Regions from separate parts of the Mus musculus genome. Here all the other regions are linked to region 1. The links are chromatin contacts, called in public HiChIP or PLAC-seq maps. All regions are on one chromosome and are shown on one strand. Each heading gives the region's core, a stretch centred on a gene start, on an enhancer-like site or on the middle of the called end of the contact. The rest is flanking DNA. Distances are from core to core; before and after follow the strand shown.

Evidence for each region. HiChIP or PLAC-seq counts read pairs in DNA pulled down with a chosen protein or histone mark.
Region 2: an H3K27ac HiChIP or PLAC-seq map of large pre-B cells shows a contact between it and region 1, with 2.6 times the contacts expected there. The contact joins the enhancer-like site here to the promoter of 1700019D03Rik in region 1. A contact is called at or near these places in 3 of 39 promoter capture datasets (the HPC-7 cell line, cranial neural crest and frontonasal cranial neural crest), 4 of 115 datasets of contacts at active chromatin or transcription factors (embryonic stem cells, large pre-B cells and stem cell-derived neural progenitor cells) and 1 of 9 other capture datasets (embryonic stem cells).
Region 3: an H3K27ac HiChIP or PLAC-seq map of T-cell acute lymphoblastic leukemia shows a contact between it and region 1, with 3 times the contacts expected there. The contact joins the enhancer-like site here to the promoter of 1700019D03Rik in region 1. A contact is called at or near these places in 1 of 39 promoter capture datasets (cranial neural crest), 2 of 15 datasets of contacts at CTCF or cohesin (large pre-B cells and pro-B cells), 2 of 484 Hi-C or Micro-C datasets (the N1E-115 cell line and cerebral cortex), 5 of 115 datasets of contacts at active chromatin or transcription factors (T-cell acute lymphoblastic leukemia, embryonic stem cells and large pre-B cells) and 1 of 9 other capture datasets (embryonic stem cells).

Annotation. Positions count from the first base shown.
Region 1 is chr1:52,951,352-52,954,500 of GRCm38.p6, forward strand. 1700019D03Rik (RIKEN cDNA 1700019D03 gene) reads right to left here and starts at 1,489. Exons shown (of 2, transcript NM_144953.3): 1 at 1,264-1,489.
Region 2 is chr1:52,429,296-52,432,364 of GRCm38.p6, forward strand. No RefSeq gene overlaps it. Among named protein-coding and RNA genes, the nearest start is that of Gm23460, 14 kb to the right of the region's middle. Within about 2 kb of position 1,541, at least 44 of the 459 cell types and tissues checked have an H3K27ac peak or open chromatin away from gene starts, as enhancers often do.
Region 3 is chr1:52,148,858-52,152,147 of GRCm38.p6, forward strand. Stat1 (signal transducer and activator of transcription 1) reads left to right here. Exons shown (of 25, transcript NM_009283.4): 18 at 46-181; 19 at 1,762-1,811; 20 at 2,381-2,475. Among named protein-coding and RNA genes, the nearest start is that of Stat1, 31 kb to the left of the region's middle. Within about 2 kb of position 1,989, at least 100 of the 459 cell types and tissues checked have an H3K27ac peak or open chromatin away from gene starts, as enhancers often do. A contact at or near this core is called in T-cell acute lymphoblastic leukemia and cerebral cortex, where this site is marked.

The sequences.
Region 1 (3,149 bases), core at 239-2,738:
GTCTCCCGAGCACCTGTATGCACTGTGTGGGTTAACAGTTTCATCCTTACAGCAGCCAGCTAAAGCAGACAGAAACTCTATCACCACACATCTTTCCTTTCTCTACTGTCTTCTCTGCTTTCTTTCTTTTTCTTTTCTTTACTTTTTTTTAGGGAGTGAGCTCCAAATTTAAAGTTTTAGACTTTCTTTTCAAAGAGAAGTAGACATCCTGAATGTAATCTTGGAAGTTGAAAGGTTGTTGGCTGGGGCAGGACTGAGGAGACACAAGCAGAAGTCAGCTCAGTGTAAACACGGCTTTTCTGACAGGAGCAGGATATAACTCCAAACACTGAGTTCCTCACACTGAAGTGGCCAATCAGAACCTGGCTTCTGGCAGCAGTGCTGTGTGGACAGCATACTGAAATTGCCTGAGGGCAGACCACAGTTTAAAGTACCCTTATTATCTCATAATGTACCTACAGTTATTTTTCTTACACAGCAAAAAGAAAAAAAGAAAGAAAAGAGTAAATATGAAGTTACTATTTTTCCCAGAACCTTTCTGCTATACTTAATACCATTTCCCATCCATACATACAAGATAGCTGTGTCAGGAAATAAAACCCCTTTCAAAGGAAAAACGGATTTTCTTGACTCGTGCTTAGCTATATTATCCCCCTGAAATTTTGCCAAAAATCTCCATCTCATATATACGGGCAGTGACGGATCTTTAAAAAGAGGTGGACAGTTTACCCACTAGTTTATGTTGTTTTGTTACCTTCAGTAAAAGATGGGGGAGGGGTCAAAACAGCAATAGAAGAGAAACGACTGGACTGCGTCTGGAGCTTTCTCTGGTAGCTGGGCTCCCACTGTCTATTCTTTCATTTCTCTTTCATTTGCATCATTTCCCCTCAGGATTCAGCCTCCCACAGCTTCCAAGAGTACAGACACTCTGCTAATCATGTGCCACTCAGCACAAGCCTGACAGCTTGACTTGTGCATGTAGTGTCCTTACCGGAAAACCTCCATTCATTCTTCAGGTGGGGAGGAGGATGAACCTGCATCTTGCAATGAGCAATGAAATACTTTAGTTTGTGGGCTCGGAACAAGATCAGAAGATGGAGCTAAAGGCTCAATTAAGGAACCTAGGATGTGAGGTTGTGTCCAGGACAGCTGGCTGTGAAATGTTAGATAAAATTAACTACTGCAACTCCGGCTTTCCTGGGTTGGAAAGTCAAAAGGTCACAGCATCGGAGCAGGACACCCACCTTCCAGATGTTCACTTACCCTACACTGCAGCGGGCCAGCTGCACCGCCATCGCAAGTCTGCGCGGCCTCGGCCGAGGAGGCGCGGGCGCTTGGCTGTTCTCATGCCCCTGGCCGCAGCCCGGGCTCCCAGGGTGGGTGCTGCCCCCCAGGGCGGGGCCTCAGGAAGGGAGCCGAAGCCTGAAAAGGTGCGGCATGGCCGGGCAGCAGAGACAACGTCTCCCCTGGAGTAGGGCGGACGTCCTTCGGCAGTGGTCCCGGCTCCTCCCCCTGCACCCCTCCTAATCCACCCCCCTCCTCCCAGAACTGCTCACGAGTTCGCGGCTCGCTCCCTGAAAGTGGAGCCAAGGGACCCGCGGCTACGGAGCACAACCCTCAGTGTTGGCACCGCCAGGGGCTACCCCTGCCCAACAGCATTGGGTTCCAAGCACAACCAAAGGGATCCGAAGTGCTGGGCCACAGCTCGCACTCCCACCCGGCAACCTATTCACACACGGCTCCACCTCCCCAGCAAGATCCAGACCACCAAGTATGAAAGCTAAGTGAGCTTGTATCTCCCTCTCCTGCCCCACATCCCCAGAGCCACCTGGACTGAGACATCACCTGATCTCTGTCCACGTGGGAGCAGGCGCGGCTCGTCCGGTGCTGCAGCGTGGCGCCAGCCCCGCAGGTGATCTCCTGTCACCTGCCCCGGGGCCCTCCCCTGAAGGCTGCGCTGCTCCAGTGCCAGTTTAGCAGTCAAACCTGTTTTGATCCCAACGCCACGCCTCGCAGCTCTACCCTAAGACACCACCAGACCTAAGTACTTTGCCCCAGTGCACTCGGAAGTGCACCAAGCACTTCTAAATTTAAAAATGCGTCCAGTATTGCACTTTTCTATCCCCGAGTACCCAAATATCGAAACGCTTGTTTCTCAAAACAAAACATCAAGAAAGATCATATTCTTACCCTTTAAGGAAACAAGCGCCTCAAAACATAGCCATTATTCAGTTAGACCTCATTCCATGAGATGCCTGCATCTGTCTGTGTGATTCCCATCGTCAGTAACCGCCCCAAGAGAATGACAAAAGAACCATTATTCCATCCTGTCCTACAATGGATTGTCAATGCAAAATTCATGCCCCAAGGGACCTCAGCAGAACTCTCTCAGTTCCTTGCTTTACAGATGCAGATGCTTAGGCTGAGCCCAGCCTTAGGATTGGGGGGAGGGGGGGGCGGGGATGCAGAGATGAGTGGATTCCTGAGAACCCACAGCCAAAGGGGCAACCTTCAGGTTTCATGAAGGACCCTGACTCAAGTAAATTAGGTCCAGAGCAGTTGAAGATGCTACCCAAGGGCACACACACACACACACACACACACACACACACTTCAGCACTTTCCTCTCTCCCCACTCCTAAAGAAAAGCCTGAAGCCTATAGGCTAACATAAACAGGGCCTTTTGGAGGTCCATTTCAGTAAAAAATTAACTCAGAGAGCAAAGGATCTAAGAAGTCCCTCCAGACCTAGCTCAGCTTTAAGTGAATCCAGCATTTTAGTTTAGTTCTGTGCAAATCAGCTAAGGTAACTTTGACCTGAAAATATTGTGCCTCAAACATATCAATTTTTTCATTTAGTGTGATTAATGGCACCAGACAAACAGAATATGAATATTAAATTGATTTGTTTGATAAGCAACTATTGCAGTGTACAAAGTTGATTATATCTAAATGGAGCATGCATTCACATACATTTCAAGCACACTGTGCTAAATAATTATGATTAAATGCAATGTTATTTGCTTGCTTTTATCTTTCTCAGTTCAGTCAACCGATGTTGCTATTATTTTAAGTGATCTCTAGCCCAATCCTGAGTGACAAGTGTTAGGCCTTGATGGGCTCTGGGAGAGAAGAAATTTGTAGCTATCC
Region 2 (3,069 bases), core at 291-2,790, 520 kb before region 1:
AACAATGTTGTGGTGAAAGTTCCCACTAAGGTTATAATGGAGCAAAAGTTGGGGGTGAGGTGTATGTAAATCCCAAAATTTCATCCTAAGGTCAGCAGGAGTAAGATAGCTTCCCCCCTGCCCTGGGCCTGCATCCTCCATTACAAGCAACACAGTTGCTTGTAATCTTTGCCTCATCAGAGGCGGTCACCTAGCCAATAGCCAGGTTAAACTTCCTTTCTCCTTATAAGGTCATGTCTAGCAGCACCTGGAATCCCTCCCTATGCAAATGAGGCATGCCCAGCACCCTGGCCAGAGCCAATGATATACACTCTCTCCTATAGCCCCTACTCACCCTCTAAAAGATTTAAATGGCCTTTGCTCTCTCAATGAACCAAACTCATTCTCTGAAGCTGTTCCCAGGTATGCGTTCTTTGCTCAAGCACTCGCAGCCAACCACGATCCTGACTGCACTCTTCCACACTGGGCTAAGCTCCTTACCCTCTAGTCCAGTCTTGTGTGCAATGGTCCCCGGCTACCCCAAGGGAGAATCGGACCAGACGACAATTGTTTGCTCTAAAATTGGATATGTGTCTGATTTTACTAGGAGATGAGCGCTTTATGGCCTTCCATTCTGACTTTTGAAGACCCTGGTTCTTAAGGTTTCTTTTCTCCAAGTTAAATGTCCTCATCTTCACTTGATTCTCTTGTTCATCCAGACTGTAAGCGGCATTTTACAAACATACAAACCCTGGGAAAACTCCTGCCTGCCCATGGTGCTTTCTGTTCTTTTCATATTTCGTTTGCCCTTCCCTGTATCCCACCCCCACCTCCTTCCTCCTGTCCACTTTCTCTCCATTCAGTTTCAGACTTGGTAGAGGAAACATCAGAGGAAGTTTTCCCTCTAAGCTTAAAGCTTTTTTATTTAGTCCAAGATGGAGATCAGTGGACAACCAGTATAAGATGCTGTTGGAGAATTCCCCAAATTCTCTCACTGCGACTCATCTCTTATCTGTCTTTTGCAGAAGGTTTGCTGACTGGAGACACTGCCTGAAAGTGAAGTTCAGCTTTTTGGTCACTTCCCACAGCCACTGTGATGAGTGTCTGCTCTGCAAACTCCCTTCCTTCACCACCCACCACTGTGGTCCCAGCCTCTGCTGCTTCAACTTCAGGGGGGTTTAAAAAAAAACCCTATCAACTAAAGGGGTATAACAAACCTTTATCAGTCTTTTTAATTCTTTTTCCATTCTAGCCACATACATACATGGCTTAGTGATTAAGAACACTCGATGCTTTTGTAGCGCATTGGAGTTCACTTCCCAACACCCACACAATAGCTCATAGCCATCTGTAAGTCCAGTTATAGGGATCTGACTTCTTCTGGCCTTTGAGGACATCATGTGTGCACCTGGTACACATACATACATGCATATGGGCAAATGAAATACACATAAAATAAAATCATGTGTGTGTGTGTGTGTGTGAGAGAGAGGGAGAGAGAGAGAGAGAGACTCATGATGAGGAGAGTAAAAATCACGTGAGCTTGCAGGTGGTCGCTTTGAAACTGAAAAAATCATGGTTGGTTTCTCTACTTCCTGTTTTAAGAACATTCAGTGTGGCTGTTGTATTATAATGAAAAAGATCATATTTGAAATGCTAACATAATTAAATTAATAGAATTTTTAAAAAGGTTTAGATTATTCAATTATATACATGTTCTATTTGTGTTATGTAGAATTCTTTCTGCCTCACATTGAGATAAGCATTCCAAACTATAATTGATATAGGTCTATCAGATTTGCTTGCCAAGCTTCATCTTGAGTTCTTTTTTGCTGAGGACTCCAGCAAAACGTAAAAATAGGCAAGCAGGACCCCTCACTAACTGTCCCTTAGAGAAAGCTTGACTGGTCAGAAGAATTGAGCTGTCCCTGGTGGCAGCAGTGCACATGGTCCAACCTGAGGGCATGAGTGTTGGAAAGCTGGCCCCACCCTCATCTCCTGTGGAGTGGTGTAAGTAAGCGAGAGATGCTCTCTTTCCCTCACCTCACCCCTCAGGGCCTGTGGCAGGCAGGTGAGTTGGTCCTGCCTTTTCCTGGCTGCAACACTCAGGAGAATGAGCCCTGCACTTCACTTGGGCAGCACACTAGGGCTAGTCCTAGTGGAGAAGATATGGGTGAGCGGGCCCAAAGGTATGAAAGCAGGAGAGCTGACCCTTCTTGTAGGCTGTGGCTCTGGGTGAGCTAGCCAGAGCAATGCTGTAGCACTCACCTGTTGCAGAAAATATTAAAAATGAAATGGCTCGTTCCAGCGCTTGTGCCGGTAACTCTCTGCTTCGGCAGCCTGCTGGCCATGCACTGGCCGGCAATGCCCCCCACCCCTCCCCAGCCTTTGTGGTGCACACCTGGTAAACCCACACTCTGCCACCATACCTTTCTCTCTTGAACTCAGTCGAACAGCCACGTGAAGGAAAATGCCACACAGACTTAGCTCAGAAACCATGGTAAATCGTTTTGCTGGGTACAAAACTCAAATCCTAATCAATAAGTAAGCCTTATTAAATCAAAATCCTCCAGTGGCGAATCCTGACGGATCGACCACTGAAACTGGGAGACACTCATAATTACATCTTGTCCTCACGCTATCCCTGTCAAAAAGGACCTCTCTCCTTCCTCTCTTCCTCCGTCCAACCCGGAGGTCCCTCCTATTCACCCAGTGATTGGCTCCTTCACTCGTTAGGGGATTGGTTCACAAGAAGTCTTCTGAATACATGTGACTCACTCCTTATCCGAAGCCCCTCCCAGGAGAGTGGAATTAGCATACAAACTGCACCAGGCTCATCCACAACACTCACCCTGACTTTGCAGGCACAGGAGAGCTGGCAGGCTGACCAACTCAGCTACCTCTCAGGCCCAGGTAGGGCCCAGATTCAGGGCATTGAGTTGACCCACACCAACATCTGATCTGTCTATGAACTGCTGGAGCACGTGAAGGGCCTGATCCTACAGATCCAAAGCTGCAGGATCACCATTACACAGAACAACAACAGGGTATTGAGTGAGCATCCAGTATTGATAGTGTAGTAGAAACCAG
Region 3 (3,290 bases), core at 739-3,238, 800 kb before region 1:
AGGTGGCTCCTTTGTAACTCCAGCCTCTGGGTGTTTTCTCTGCAGAATCTCTCCTTCTTCCTGAACCCCCCGTGCGCGTGGTGGTCCCAGCTCTCAGAGGTGTTGAGTTGGCAGTTTTCATCAGTCACCAAGAGAGGTCTGAACGCAGACCAGCTGAGCATGCTGGGAGAGAAGCTGCTGGGTATGGTTGGACACGCACCCACAAGTCAGCCTTCTCCTTCAGTCATTCCTTATTCTGATGCTTAGAGGTACAAGAGTGCTAAAAAAAATCAGTTGGTTTTTAACTACAGCTGGTTGTAGCCAAGTGAGATCAAGGCTTTGAAAACACCATTGAGTCCTGGTAAAGGAACAATGACCCTTGTTCTCTTATGTCTGAGCCAGGATCTTAAAGAGAAATTCTTAAATTATGAGCCTGAAATAAGATATTGATGAGAAAGATGAGCTCTTAACGTCCTTAGAAGTAAAAGAGGAAAGTCCCTTACATAATAAAGTTCTGGGCTTAAAAACCCCAGGATCTTGTGCTGGCTGGGCCCTTGTTGCAGGAGGCAGAGCCACAGTTTTGTCTGATCAGGCATCTGGCCCGTGGCAGACAGTTCTCTCTCAGTGGCTAATGTCAGAAGGCTTATTCATCTTCTACAATGAAAAGTCAAAGCCTCCCTTATCACCGACAACCTGCCAATGAACCGGATATCTGAAGCATGTCTTTAAAATTCCATCAATACCGTTGTCCAGGTTTGCGGTCTGTGTAGCAGGGTGATGCAGACGGTAGTCGAAGTGGGTCTTTCTTAACTGAATGTCCCTGGAAGGGTCTTCACTCACTTGTGCACATTAACAAGGGTCTCAGACCTTGTTCTGTATTCCACATTTGGTGAGATACAAGGATTTTTTTTTCCCTGCTTGTTGTAGCGTATCAGTGGTTTCCCTTAAACAAAGTAGTGGACTTAACACAGCTCAGACCACATGCTGCATTAATTCATATGGCTAATTATATTTATGGCTTGTATCAGTTTGAACAACTGTCCAATTTGTGAGAAGGCTGAGGGATATATCTAAGTACAGTGAGCTTATAAAATCCACCGGAGATCTCGGCCTTATTTGGAACTGCACATTTGTTCTGCAGGGCTTTTGGTGGGGAGGGACTTCATGTAGGCAGAGGAACAGCGGGAAGTGGTGCTGGGTAGAGACAAGGGTGGCTTCTCCACAGAGCCTTCAGGGAGACAGGGGTCATGCCAAAGTCAGATCAGCCTGGAAGGGCGTGTCCTGGGGTGGGGTTTATAGAGCTCTGCCTGCTCTCTGGGAAAGGAGCTAAGAGGCACCAGATGGCTGGCTTGATGTCAGCTTCCTCTGCGCTTTCATAATCCGATCTCAGTAATCCTCCATGCATTCCTTCATGCTGTTGGAATCAAACCAACAGACAGCAGCATGGTGGTGCGCATCTGTCATCTCAGGCTGGCGGAGTCGGAGGCAAGGATGGGAAGCAAGGAGTTTGAGGCCTGACTGAGCTACACGGGGAGACCCTGCCTATAAATAAAGGGGGTGAAACAAAGCCACCATTCGTAGGTTTTAAACTGCTTGTTGGTCCTTTCAGCCTGTGTAACTAGAGGCCCATTTCAAGTTAATATACGAGAGAATATCACCTCTGCTGTAGTCACCCTTTGCAATAGATACAAGAGCTCTCAGTCCAACTAGAGCAGCAGATCAATTTCTGTTTGGTAAAAAGGCGATTTTTGTTTGTTTGTTCGTTTTTGTGTTTGTTTCTAGGCCCTAATGCTGGCCCTGATGGTCTTATTCCATGGACAAGGTTTTGTAAGGTGGGTCCTCCCTGGGTTGTTTGCTTACTCTGGCATGTTCATGTGTCCCCCTCACACCCACTAGGACAAGTTGTTTACCTTCCTACAGGGCAGGAGGTTGGTCTGCAAGCAGAGACCGACCGAGACCAGCCGGCAGGAAGCACCTGCCTGAGTGATAACACTCTCCCACATCCCTCGCCCCAGCCTCTTAATCAGCAGGGCTCTGGCTAAGGCCGTGGGAACCGTGCACGGAGCAGTTGTGCAGAGCTACCCCAGCTCGAGGGCACCTGCACAGGGTGGTGAGACCCTGCACGGTTCGCCAGCAGGAGCTGAGCTGCTCATGCTGGCTTCTGCTACAGTGAGCACACTCTTGTTTTCCAGTCATCTGGGAAGTCACCTTTGCCGGGTGCTGCTCTTGGGAAAGGGAGCCAAGGAGGGAGAAGCTCTAGCAAGTCAGAAAGAGGCAGGGGGAGCCAGCCAGGCATTTCCACTCAGGAACGACTGCCCCTCTTGCTTGATCTGGGGTCTCTTTGGAGGGGCAGGGCAAAGCAGTGCTTTGGTTAACCAATTGTGCATTTGTATACTTGCAGGAAAATATTAATGATAAAAATTTCTCCTTCTGGCCTTGGATTGACACCATCCTAGAGCTCATTAAGAAGCACCTGCTGTGCCTCTGGAATGATGGGTAAGCGTCCCTGAGCGCTCCGAAGGCTGGGACAGAGTGCCGGCCGGCCTTCAGGATTTGGCAGGGGTTTTGCTCAGAGATGCACACTTACCTGGTATAAGGCTCCTTGAAAGGACACCCTCAGGAGATTAAGCATGTCTTAGGATATCTATATTTAGATCTATCTATTTAAAAGCTAAATTAAAAACAAAAACCTCTTAGTGTCATTAATGTATTTATTCATTCTCACAAACATTGTCAGTATTTACTGTACTGCCCTAATAAAGAATCAGAAACCACCAGATGGGGCAGTGCAGATCTTTAACTTCAGCTGAGGCTGAGGCTGAGGCAGGCTGATCTCTGCTCGTAGCACAGCAAGCTCCAGGCAGCCACGGCTGACAGTGAGACTCAGTCTTTTTTGTTAAAAGGAAGGAAGGAAGGAGAGAAGGAGAGGGAAGGGAAGAGAAGGGAAGAAGGAAGGAGACAGAAGGAAAGAGAGAAAGAGAAAAGTGTTTAGCTCATTCAGTCCAGGGATCAACTGATATCTCCGGGGTTCCTGTCAGTTGACCAGCAGTGATGGTGTCTGAAGCGCTGTTACCTGAGGCTGCGTCCCCAGTACAAGATGCATAGGCAGACACTGTCATGCGTGGTGTTTAAAGTCAGCAAGTAACAGCAGACGACGACGCATTGCCTGTTTACCAAGCCACACCCCAGTCGGTGTTCATCCTGATTCCTACTTAGCACATGTATCTATAAGTGAGATGCTCCCTTTAAGTGCCAGTTAAGCATTTTGAAAGCATACATTTTCATAGTATGTTCTCTTGTCAGGCGGCAGC